Linked DNA regions of Oryzias latipes: region 1 is linked to region 2. The links are chromatin contacts, called in public Hi-C maps. All regions are on one chromosome and are shown on one strand. Each heading gives the region's core, a stretch centred on a gene start, on an enhancer-like site or on the middle of the called end of the contact. The rest is flanking DNA. Distances are from core to core; before and after follow the strand shown.

Region 1 (6,587 bases), core at 1,636-4,135, 88 kb after region 2:
CACTAATATTGCATATCGCGAGTTTTCCTCATATCGTGCAGCCCTACTTCCCATCATCCCTTTAATTACACTTTCTCCCTCTAGCTTACAGCCCCTCACACCCCCAACCTAACATTAGTGGTGCTGATTCACAATGATTTGAATTAAAAAAATACTCAGAAAAAAAGTTTTAAGCTTAATTTTCTTTATGTGTCTATCATGACAAAAATGTCACAACAATTTTCATTGGAGTGGGTCTTTGAATAATTTACCCTTTGTGTTAAGAGACTGAGACGATATCTTAAAAAGGAAAGATCTGACAGTTATATGAGATGAAAAAAATCTGACCCAAGTTCTTACAAAAGAGGCAAAAGTTTTTTTTCCTGACAGAAGTCTGTTGCACATCTTTTTATCAGATGTGGCATCTTAAGCCAGCTTCTGTGAAGCAAGGAGGAGTTTTTAGTTATTAAAAAGCTCAAAGAGAACTCAGTAAAGCAAAAAACAACACACTGACAGTGAGTGAAGACACGAAGGATTTCAAGTCCCTGTTGGCCATGAAAGGAAGCTCGCCTCACCTGAGTTATGTTAGAACAGTAGAAAGTGACTGCCCTGTTGGAGTTTTGGGCGTGCAATCTGGGTCTGTGTGAGGCTCCTGAGCCAGCCAGAGGAAATAACTCCAGGCTTATGCAGAAACCGCTCGCACAGGAGAGAGCCACAACAAAAAAGGGGTGCACGTAGGTTGACCTGTCGGCAGCCACAGCCGAGGCAGCGCAGGAGCGCAAAGGTTAAGCCAATGCTCAAAGATTTAACATGTACAATAGACAGCACAGTCAGCTGGCATCGTCACCGGAGGCTTTAAGTAGATTATGATGTCTACGCCTCCAGCAATGGAATAACTCAAACCAGTCACAATTTTCTTTATCATCATTTGAGCAGAGCATCTGGTTCTCATTAATTTCTTATTATAAAAATTAGTTTTGTTTTATTGAAGTGTTTGGTTCACTAAGTGCCTTTTAAGGTTTAGCTGCCAATTTTTGTGTAAAATTTTACTCATGTAAACTGTGTTTTATAGGAAGCATTGACCTGTGTGAGGAATTAATAAAAATAAAATAAAACACTTTATTAAATACAAGTCACTGTTGGTTCACTAAGTTAAACCCTAAATGCAGATGTGAGAATAATATGTTTTATGAAAGAGCAAGCCAAAATGTTAAGAAACAGAAATCCCAAATTTCACAATACAGACGAGTGAAATCCTCCAAAAACGCTGACCTGTTACCACAGCAAGTGATCGAATTGCCTCAACGCTATGATGCAACTGACAAACGAGGAAAAACGAGAGAAAAATCAATAAACCAAGAACCATCAACACCGCCTTTGACCACAGGCTGTGTGGAGGTCATGAAGATGAGATATTGGATATTTTCCTGCAAGGTCAGAAGGAGAAAGCAGGTGACTTTTCCATGGAAAACCATCATCAAAACTCCAGTTGGCTGACATTTCATTTGGAACAAACTGGCCTATTCATCAAAAAAAAAAAGTCCTTGCCTTGAAGAGTTGAGTTCTCTGCTGGGACATGATGAACTCAGAAACCCCATTCAAACCAACACCACACTCAGTGTCATCAAATACGCTCCAATGTGAAGAAACTGATGTTACATTTATTTAGAAGGGAATACTTGCGTGACTCATCATAAACAGTGGAGTAAAAACAGGAAGGAACATCTTCATTTCTCCACAGCTTGACCTTTGTTGTGTTTATGCATCGAGTTTTACGTCCTTAAGCTCTGATTCTGCAGAAAGATGCTGAAAGCAGACATTTGGCTGGAGGAGTAAACTACTTACTTTATTCCTGTAAAGGCTGACACACTGGAAAGGGACAGATTCCCAGCTGGTAAGCACGTTTTGGGTTTTGGAGGTCACTTTGGATGAAGCCCACTCATCGTAATCGGAATATTTTTACTGGAGGAAAAAGGCTTGTTGGTTTGGTTCAGGTGGACCCCCCCCCCCCCCCCCTTTTTTTTGTGATGAAACCTCAATAAAAGGCCCAAAAATGATGAACTATGCAGAACTATGAGAAGAAAATGACACATTAGTCCTCCAAAGCTTCCCCTTTCCCCTCCTCCACTTTCTTTTATTACTCCATAAGCAGAAAAGAGAAGAAGAAAAAAAACTACAATTTCCAGAAATGTGAAGAGATCCTACAATAAAGCTCTCTTTTTAAATCTCAGTAAAGTCAGTAAAATGATTCCAAACATCTGACAGGACTTTTGAACAAAAAGCTAAAACTTTTTTTTCCCATTTTCTTACAAATGCATGCTTTGTTTTTGTTTGTTTTTTTAATACATAAACTATCTATTATTATCGGCTTCCCCAAAGCAATTGTGTGCTTCAAATGTTTCCAACTCTGCACATAATGTTCTCCCACTTCTTTCCAAAACTGCATCCACTACTGTCAGCTCTCCAAACGCGTCTCCACGGTCGGTTTGCGCCGATTCGAGCTGCTGCCTCAGCAGAGCGCACCACAAAAACAATGAGGAAAGAGGAAAAACATCTCACCAGCTTTACAGGGATCCTTGTAGTCGATCGCCTCTGATGTGGCAGTGGGCTCCACATAGTAGCCTGGATCAGCTGCATCTAAGTCTATCGCCAATATCACGCCGAGACATGATAAAAGAAACAAACACCTCACCGAGAGATCCATGATTGTGGTGGGGAGAGACAGCAAAAGGCGAGGGATAAAGGTAAAGGAAGATAGAGAGGGGGGGACAGAGGGAAAGACAGAAGAGTGAGTGTGAAAGAGAAATGGTGAGAGAGAAAATGGGAGGGTGTTTTTTTTTCTTTTTTTTTTATTGAGTTGGGGAAGGAGATCGCTGGAGGGCGGGTTTTAAATGCAGCCTCTCTCCCGTGTCGGTTTGGCTCTGGGGGCAGTGATTTCTTTCCTCCAGCTGGAGCTCCGGGTTAGAGCAGAGCGCCTGAGAAACTTTGATGCTACGGCGGCTCCGCTGGGACTCCTCCAGACGGAGATGCTCGCGTTTTTCCAGCTCCCATGCCCACTCTGCAGGGGTCACTGAAAAGAGCGTGCAAAGGTCTGCAAACACTAAATAAATGTTAGTTTAAAAAAGAGTAAATAATTCTACGGAAGTTAAGCTATCATCACATTTAGCGAACAAGACGATTCAAAAAACATTTTTTCGTTCATTGGCTCCTTTAGAACAAATATTACGGTAAAACGGTTTTTTCTAAGTTTAGTGAATTATTTTGAAATTTACTAACTATAAGTGAGGCTTGTTTACAGAAAATTACCGGTAAATTTACTTGATTCGCGCGCCACCTGTCGGTGATTTTGGAGAGCTGCACCCATATTTTGTGAAAACGCTCGTTGAATCACAATATTACATTTTTATGGAAAAAAACTTGTACTTTACACTTATTTGTTTCTACATTTGTGTTTATTCCTATAGGTTATTGACTTTAAATTAAATAAACAGATTGATCCTAAAATCTTTGGTATTCTTCAATATATCTGAACTTCAACCGGGTGCTTTTGATTTTAGTCCGTTTTGTGGTTTTTGAAACTCAAAATAAAAGTTGTTTTATGCTCAACGAAAAGTTTTTTGTTTTTTTTGGCAGCTAAAGCAACGGAACTAACATAAAAATAGCTATTAAGCTAAATTACTATTGTGCTTTTGAGTGGATCCACATTTGAAAGCATTTCTATACCTACTCCAATGTTGTTCACCTTTCGGCTTATCCCCTCAGGTGTCGCCACAGTGAATCAGCTTTCAGTGATTTGCACATGTGGTTTGACAAAGATTTCTACGCTGGATGCCCTTCCTGACACAACCTTGCATTTCAGGCTGTGTACCTTCACTAATCTTTATAGGGCACTGGTGGGTTATACGATCTCCACACTGAAGCACAGGTTTTGTACAAGGCCAGATATAGGCACGGGTAAGAGGGGGCAAATGGCATTACTGCCCTCCCAAACATGATGGGCTGTAGAGCAGCCCATAAAGAGCATCCAACATAAAACGAATTGGACACATCAAATAGATCAAAGGAGAATATAGATGCATGGATAGATGATATGATGATAGGATGGTTTTCTATGCATTTTTGGGGCCTGGGGGGATTTCACACCTCAGCACACCCAGACCTTCCCCTACCTTCACCCCACAGTGGGGGTGCCTAAATCTGGGCCTGATTCTGTATAATGTGGAACGTCAGAGATAAACTGTTCCCTCAGCCTGTCAGCACTTAGGTACTGTTGGTTGTCTTTACATATTTGTGGTCAGGTTTTGCAGGACAATATTGGTAGCATCTCTCTGCATGGACAATCTTAGTGCACTGAGATATCAATATGAGATTCCGCAACCAATTATCTTTAAAGTCTGGGGGTAAATCAGAGACTTTATCTGGGGGTTTATCAAAGAATTTGAGAGTGGAGAGTATTAAATGACTGTCATCTGTTCTGACCTTTTCCCACAGTACACTTGTGGGATCAGCTTGAGTGTCCTGATCTTTCCAGAGAGAGCATCCCAACTATGGCTGACTTCCCACAGATGCTGGTTAAAGACTGACTGGGCAAAGGACCAACATGAGGATGAGGTGCCAGGCTGTTGTAGCAGGGTTCGGTTCTTCCACACAATGCTCATACATGCATCAGTTAAATTGCCCATACATCTTGTTTCTTCAAATCGAATCATCTAGTAATGAATTCATGAGTCAAAGTTGTTTGCCAGTGATAGAGAAGACTTTTCACATTTTTCCTGAACAGAAACATCCTCCACTCTGCTCGTCATTGTATGTTCCTTACAAATGTGGCACCATTTCAAAGGCAGACAAAAGTAACACTTATTGCCAAGAAACACTATTACAAGAACAAGCTAAATCATTTTATTCTTTATGACCTTAAATAAGCTTTAGATCATTAAAATTCCTCTTTTAAAAATTAACATTACTTTTTTCTGGCATTTATCAGCATTTTTAGAATTAGCATAAATCAGATATTTTACTTGATTTTGGAATTTCTTTTGCTAACTTAGCAGCTACTGTACAATTTGTCAACTTTTGAAAATTAAATTTAATTGTGCATACATTGATCACCTTACTGTTTTTTTTGTGGCTCTGTTTAACTTCTTCAGATGGTTTAACAATTTTCAAGAATTTTTGCAGAAGATTTAATTTTCTTAAATCATATTATTCAAGAAACTATGTAGGCTAGCAAATCTAGCTTTTATTAAATTACTCTTGTTTTTGTTTAAGATGTTTTGTAAAAAAGCAGAAGAATATTACAGTACATAGTTTTGGGTTATGGAAATTTACCTATTCCTTGCTTAAAAGAAATTTTTATATTTTTATCTGATGCACTTAATTTCTCCTGCATCATTTTAATAATTTCGATACTTCTTAAGAGTTTAAAGTACTAAAAAAAAACATTTTATGATTTGTAAAGAAAGTAGTCAAAACAAAATACCCTTAAAAAGTTACGGTACATTAAAAATTATCATCCAACTTTTGGGCATAAATATTTGCTAATTTAAAATTAAAATAGTACCAATATTCAGGACTTAGATGACTGATATGCATTTTTTTTCACTGAACTTTGTGCAAACCAAATACATTTTTGAGGACTCTGAAAAATTGGGTTTTGAAAACCCATGAGAGGAAATGCCAACATCTCATCTGTTGTTACCTGGTTTGCATCAGCAAAAATGCTTCTGTCTTTTACATTCAAATTCTTGCATAAAAAGGAAGATACACTTTCCTTATCTTATCTGCTCCCACTGAAGAATTTAAGACAGGAAATATGCTGGACTCTGTGGGCTGTGTTTATGCTGCCACTGTAAACAAGGCCATGCAACAGTTGTGCATGAGTAAGCTACTTTGTAAAGCCTCGTCGAAGCCTCTTAGTCTGCCGCAGGGATGGGACACACAAGAACAAGAGCAAAGCAAGCATCTGTAGGCAAATCACTTTATTTGGAAAAGGACTGAAAACTAGAAACAAAGAACACAACGTTTCATCTGTTAACTGTGCAAAGACATTTGCTAAGACAAAGAAGAAAGAGCATACCATAGAATCCACAACAGTCTATTTTATTTGGGATTACTTTACATTTTTCTTAACTTGTAAATTTTTTTCACATCAATGATGTTCAGACAGCAGGTCAGATCAGCAGGTAAGGTTAGGACAGACATTTCTTTAGGCTTTATCTTTTATTTTGCAACTCATGCATACAGCCCAGCAATGGGATGTAGCGTTCCAAATCTGTTCTAAGTGACTCTCGTTAAGTGGGTTGGTCTGCAAAAGTGTAGCATTTATTATAGGAATGATCTATTCAAAGCAAACTCCCCATTAGCACTGGAGGAGTGGATGAGGAAACAATATAAATAAGAAGAAGACAACCGGGCTGAGTACAAAGCCCGGTGGTACACCTGTGCTCAGGATTATGAATAAAGTTTGAGCAATCCTAAAACGGGTCAAGAGTGGCGTGTTAGTTCAAAAGTTCAGCAGAGTCACTGGATAGACCTCAAGGGCATCATGGACTGACTCTTCCTGATGTTTTGTCCATTCTTCAGGAAGTCCCAGCAGCATGGGATGTCTG
Region 2 (6,660 bases), core at 4,076-6,575:
GAAAATATGAACTGTTATTGTTCCGATGTTTGTTTGTTAAAAACTTTCATCTTGTACGGCAGCCCACTCTGCACAGGATTTGAAAATCAGTGGGGCTTTGCTTTTATGTCTGTCCCCTGACAGTTCATCCTTTTGTATTGCTAGCTCAATGAATATTCAGGGATTTCTCCTCGGGCTTGTGTACAATGAAAAGAGTCAACGTCATGAAAGTTTCTTTGCGATCACCCCCCTTCCCCTCCCATTTATTATCTTTTTTTTCTTGATTACTCTGTTTGAATGATAAACAACTGTTAGTTTTTATGCTAAAGGATTACTTTGCAGCTAATGAGCGAGAGTTGTAGAAGCTCTGCCTTCAGTGTTGATGTCATTCCATTTGACAGTGAATATCAATTGGTGTTTTTTTTTTCTTTGTCTGATGGTGAGTTTTGCATTTTGAACGACTGTTCTTCTCGTTACAGGTCACCCAAATTCAGAAGACTGTTATTGAGCCTCTGAAAAAGTAAGTGCTCTCTATTAGTTATCCTGTAGTATTTTGTGTTTGTTGTTTACAACAATTAAGTTTTACTAAATTGTTTTGATTTGTGTGAGAAATACCTGTAAAGATATTTGTTTTTTTTGCTTTAATTTCCAGTATACTAGTATAACCGGGAATTCTTTTTTGAATATTTCCCCCGTCTGACCTCGCCTGTCACTTCCATGACGGAGATTTTACATCCCTGTAAAAGGAAGCCGGGAGTGAGCCGTGTTTACTCTTTAGTCTATAAATGTTTATTTGGTTTTCATTTCCAATATTCGCCTCCATTTATACTACAGCAAGCGTTATTCCATTCCTTGAGCCTGACTTTGCTCACAGACGCACACACACACACACACACACACACACACAGGCACAAAAAAAGCAGAGGTGTTTCAGGGAGTGGCCGGACTTACCCACCCATCTTCCGGAATGCTAGTTAAGGCTTTGCTTCCTCCTCTTAGCTCCTCCCATGTTATTTAAGCATGTTTGGGAGCACAACTGTGTGTGCAGCAAAAGATGTGCTGAACATTCCTCCTATATTAAGTCTACTTTGGTCATTTACAGTTGTCATGAGGAGAACTCATTGTGACTGTAAACACGGCTTTAGTATCCGTGTCTGCGTTCGCCGGGCCCTCTCCCTCTTGTGCTTTGGTGGTGGAGCAATGACAGGATGGAATGGTTCTAATTTCCTCTTCCTGGTGGGCGGCAGGCGGACGTGTGGGCAGTCTCAGAATATGGCAGAGGGCCCAGCTTCCTGGACCAAGACCTGTGGATTAGTTGAGGAACAGAAGTGTCTCAGGACAGTGCACTCTCTCACACAAACATAGGCACATATGCAATCACTCGTGCAGGCTTCTGAGGGGGCGCCGTCTGACAAAGATGTTATTTCAGACCAGAAAACCAGATTTGATTAAAACGGAAGAAAAGTTTCAATATTAAACTGAACTGTGATCTTCCTTTTAAAAATGCAGCATTATCATTTGTCATTAATAAATAAGAATTCGTATTGCAAGCAGAAAGAAGGAATACAAAACATCCATTAAGATTCCATTAGTCATTTCCTAATAAATATGTTTTCTTCCTAAAATTCTCTGCTGGTGATCTTCTAGCATGGTAAAAACAATTAGTAAAGCAGATGGTTATATTCTATTAATGGAGGACTTTAGGTCTTTTAACTGTGTGTGTCTGTGTGTGGTTGATGGACACGAGAGTTTTGGCAGCCATATTTTTTTTCCAGCTCTCACACATTTCCCCTTAGTCTTTTAATCTACGTGGCTTTTTTTTTTTTTTTTACCAACTCGATGGGGGCACAGAGTGACATCACTGAGGGGAGGGGAGTGCGTGGGCAGCCAAGCATCTGTGTTATCTAGGCCTCATAACACAGGCCTTTCTGCTTCGTTGCTGTTTTGGGTGAGACAGAAGTCAAGCATGTTTTGAGACCTCTGCCCATGATTGAGCAAGAACTAAACAAACCACAAGCATCTCTCGCTATCAGAGGAAGTTTCCTCTCTTGCAGGGTTTCTGCTCATAAACAACCAAACACATTTTAACACAACATAACGTGCTGTTGCCTCAAGCTCTGATTATGATGGGGACCTTTGAAAATTTCACAAAAACTGTGCCCTTATCCATAGTTTTTGCTGCTCGCTGTGTATCGTTAGCGGTGACTTGTGCTGAGGTGATGGTCAAGAAAAACAGTCAGCCTCCCAGACTGAGGCTGTGTGGACCAGACTTGGGCTTGGCCGACAGGCCACACCGGACTTTACGCTGCTTGGCAGACGCACGCTGCAGATGCTATTTTCATCAGGCCTGTTCACCACAGCCCGACCCGTCTCATGTACAGCGGTATGCCTTTGGCCCCCTCGCTGCCTCCAACCAGTCAGCCGTCGGCGCTGACCACAAATGAACTCCGACGGGGTTGACTGGTAGTTGTATAGCAAGAATTGGAGAGTTTTAGGACCAAAAGAATGTGGACATTTTCAGCTGCTGTTTATGCTCATGTCGTAATCCAGGGTTTAGCTGAGTCATTGGGAGGTTTGGACCCAAAGAAGGGTGATGCGTGAGGCATCTACCTCCAGCCTGATAGGGTCAAGGGTTAATTGTAATTGATCATGTGTTAAGCCATTAACTGTTACAGGACAGTTTTGTTGCAAAAAGGAGGCTCTAACCTGTTAAAAATCAACACGTGTGCTGCTTTTTTCAGATGCCATCAGCTTTCTTACTGTGTTGTCATGAAACATAAAGACGATCCATACAGGAGAAGCAAAATGCCTGGAGGGCAGTTGCATAATTCCGTGGCGCTTCAAGTTTGTGTACACTGGAGCAGATAGTAGACTTGAGGATCAGCATACACCCCTGTTGTAAACTGAGCCAAAGTAGTATTTTTTATAAATAGTGGAAGAGCGTGGGCTGTGGGGCTGGGCTTGCACTGAGCTGTGTGAAGTCACTTGCGCACTTCTAGACCACTCCTTGCTTAACTTCCTGTCAGAAACAATCCCTGCTTGTCTGGGACAGAGTCTGGGCCTCCTTTTACCCCTTTGGACCTCTGCCGTGATGCCGTGCCAGACACATTCGTTATCCCGGATTTCACAATCAATTCACAGGTTCCCAGTGGTTTTTTCATCTGCTAAGAAGAACTGAACAAAGGCCGGCATGAAGGGAATCCTAATTAAAGTAGTTGACAGTTTTTGAGACAAAATATTGCCATTGATGTGAACTCAAAAGATAAAAGGTTTGCACATCATAGAATATTCTTTAAATGGCTCAATCCAAAAGAAAACAAAAAAGTAACTGCTACAAATACTCTTACATAATTTTATTTTAGTCTGTTTTTTGTCTTTATCCTTCTTCCCACTTTTCCTGAATGTTGGTTGTACATATTTGACGAGTGTAAATAATTTTATCCACTTCATTTTAAAGTTAGGATGGGTCATAACTTTGGGTTTACTTTTTTCATTACTTTTTTTTTCTGTTTGTTAAATGTTTGGATTTAAAATATCCTTGTGGACATGTTTCCCGTTTTCCATTAAAATCCGGAACAAAACCAGTGCAACAAGTCCCAGGATGAAGCTCAGACTCCTGTTGCTAAGTTACAGATTAATGTTTTTCTATTTTTAGTGCGAGAGACCAGGAATCTTGTTGCAAGAATATATTTTCATGTGGAATATGATAATTGTCACAAAATGAAATGTTTCATGCTATTCTGAACGATAGTAATTAGATGATGGATGAGAGGAGGCTTAATGCAAAGCTGTCCTCGGGGGTTTCAAAGTGCCTCTTTGATAGTGATATGAAATCAAAATGACTTTAGTTGAGATGCAATACAGAATGCATGCCCCAGTGTTCTTGGTGAGGTACGGTTCTCTAAAGAAATGCTCTGGTTTTATCTGTTGGTCTCAGGTACAGCGGCGTCTTCCCCAGCCTCAACATGGCGGTGAAACGTCGGGAGCAGGCCCTGCAGGACTACAAGCGTTTGCAATCTAAAGTGGAGAAATATGAAGAGAAGGACAAAACCGGGCCCGTCATGGTGAAGCTGCATCAGGTGCGGGCGCGCGCCTCGCTGCATGTTGTCGATCCGTGACGGTTTTCCCCTCTGACTCAGAGCGGAGCGCCGCTCACCTGCTCTCACATGTTGTGAATAGAGCATAGAGCCCGAATAAGTGCAAAAAAGACACAAATGCTGACTGGATATGAACAAAAATAGTTGAGCGCATGTATAGTGTACATGTGCAGTGCTTCACCCACGCAAGCTACCAGCCTCTCAAGGACTGGCTTTTCAAAAAGGTGCTGCTGCACATCTACAGGCACGTAATTGAGAATTGTAGACACACATATATATACACCGTGAGGCCACTACAGAAGCACACACATTCATGGATAGCGCTGCAGCGTTGCCTATGATATTGCCTCTAACACATTCTCACATGGTGATCCACCCACACATGCTGAGAAAAGCACTGTCAGGGGAACAATGCCTTGAAGAGGCCCCTACATCCTTGCCCTTTAAGTAGCTCTGGACCTAAAGAAATGATTCTCAAACTGTATATGTTTACCATGACCACGGAAAAACATGTACAACTGATCAACAATATGGTTCTGTTTGAATACTGCACCTCCCCTTCCCCTCAGTATAAAAAAGACGGAAAAAAATCTCACCCTTATTCATCGTGCATTCCATAACTTCGTGCCTTGAGTAGACTGCCCACTAATACATTCACACAGAGATCAGTGGTGCTGCAGTCCACCCGCAGCCAAGTCTTCCCACATTACCGACTCCTCCTCACCGTGGTCGTGATTACAGCCATTTTGCACCGCATCTCCGTGGGAATTCAAAAACATCTTTCTAAACTAAAATGACAAGGACACGTTGATGCCTTCAGGTCTACATTTACCCAAACCTAGCAAATGACTGCTTCTTACTCCTATCAAGTGAAATGTTGCAGCACCTGCTGCTGGTCTGTTTGAGCTAATAGAGGAAGGTCCGAACCTTGTGTCCGTTTTTCCTCTTTTCACCACCAGGCAAAAGAAGAGCTCCGACCAGTCAAGGAAGACTTTGAGGCGAAGAACAAGCAGCTGCTGGACGAGATGCCCAAGTTCTACCAGAGCCGGATCGACTACTTCCAGCCAAGCTTTGAGGCTCTTATCCGGGCGCAGGTTGGTAGCCCTCGCTGAAGAGTCTATCACAGCTGTACAGACACACCCGTCCAACAGTCGTTTCAACATTGAATAAGTGTCTGAGGAGGGGTGTGTATAACCCAGGCAGTCTGTTTCTTTCCATGCGGCACTAATGTGATTAACCCCCAGCGACAACCCACACACGGCTGTGTGGAAGGCCTCATCTGTCTGGCTCCTCTGCGGTCCTGCAGGCCTTCCTCTAACCTGGAGCTCTTCTTAAAGCAGCTGGGAGTCTAAAGAAAGCGCCACCATGTCCACTAGGCCATTCTGAGTTAGTCAAAGTAAACCAGATTATCTTCCGTGATGCACTTTAAACTTACAGTTAGCAAACTTGCTCCAAGTTTGTATTGTTTAGCATACAAAACAAACTTGATTTTTATTGAAATTACTGTGGAGGACACGCCCAGGTTTTTGTCATCCCTTCTTATGTGGACATTTCCGACAGAACTTTGAGAAAACCACGTTTGGGGAAAAAAATGTATCCGCTTTACCCCTACAAACAGCTGTAACCCAATACTTATGTCCCACGTGTGTGGTTAAGTTGGTAAACACTGATGTAAACAGGCAACATCATTCAATCTGAGCACTTTGAGAAGGTTTTACAAGGTGCTGTAGGCTCTAAGATTTCATTTGGAGATTTGTTACTTCTTAAAAACTCTCCGTTCTGACAGAGTTCTTGAGCTGCAAATCGGTTTAGCTCAGCAGTGACTTCTGCTTGTCTAGTAATCATCGTTGGTTTTGTCTGCAATGGAAATTGTTGTTTCAGTAGCTGGAGATGTTGCCCTTAAGTGTACAGCATTGTTTGCATTGCTTCATGTGTAAATATTGAGATTTGCGTGTGGGTTTCAAGGGGTTGTATTTCCCTGTACTTTCATTCTCTGCCCACTCTTCTGGAGTCTTGTAATGTGATTAAAGCCTATTAATCATCAAAGCAACTCTCTAGGGAGCCTGACTCATGAACTGAGGGGAAGAAGCAGGGGCGAGGAGTGTCAACAGAGCTTTCAGAGAACACTATCTCTTGTTCAGATTGAGAGAGAAAAGCAGGGTCACTGCCCCCCAAAGAAGCTCCTTTTTGGGGGGCTTGTTTTGTCTGTGGGCTCCCTCTTTTCAAATCGCTCATCATTTGGAGGGTCGTAGAGCTTTGAGACCACCAGCTTTAGCAAGTCTAGTTAGTGAAAGCATTGTTTATGATTGCTCTGGATGAACCCTCTTTAAAGTCATTTTAGAAGAAAAGATTCCAATTTTTCTTTTCTTTTTTGTTGTTTTTGCTTTGCACAACAGGTGGTCTATTTCACTGAAATGTACAAGATCTTCAATGATTTAACGGACCAGATCGACCAGGCAGGCATGACCGACGACCAGAGGCAGAAGGAGACGGAGGCCAAGCTCAGCGAGTTGCGGGCTCTGTCCATTGTTGCGGACGACTGAGGACGGAAGGCCGAATGTTGGGAGGTGCTCTTGTCATGCCT

The links. Hi-C and Micro-C count contacts between places; a contact is called where the count stands out from the background.
Region 1: a contact with region 2 is called in a Hi-C map of embryo, with 2.4 times the contacts expected there. The contact joins the promoter of LOC100125511 here to the enhancer-like site in region 2. A contact is called at or near these places in 3 of 5 Hi-C or Micro-C datasets (embryo, fibroblasts and gastrula embryo).

Annotation. Positions count from the first base shown.
Region 1 is chr9:17,052,436-17,059,022 of ASM223467v1, forward strand. It overlaps LOC100125511 (bone morphogenetic protein 1), which reads right to left and starts at 2,886. Exons shown (of 20, transcript XM_004072482.4): 1 at 2,539-2,886. The coding sequence starts at 2,683. It overlaps kansl3 (KAT8 regulatory NSL complex subunit 3), which reads right to left. Exons shown (of 22, transcript XM_011479327.3): 22 at 5,943-6,587.
Region 2 is chr9:16,961,511-16,968,170 of ASM223467v1, forward strand. bin3 (bridging integrator 3) reads left to right here. Exons shown (of 9, transcript XM_004072478.4): 6 at 459-499; 7 at 3,917-4,058; 8 at 5,036-5,170; 9 at 6,473-6,660. The coding sequence ends at 6,619. Among protein-coding and RNA genes, the nearest start is that of LOC101168717, 21 kb to the right of the region's middle. Within about 2 kb of position 5,326, at least 3 of the 8 cell types and tissues checked have an H3K27ac peak or open chromatin away from gene starts, as enhancers often do. A contact at or near this core is called in embryo, where this site is marked.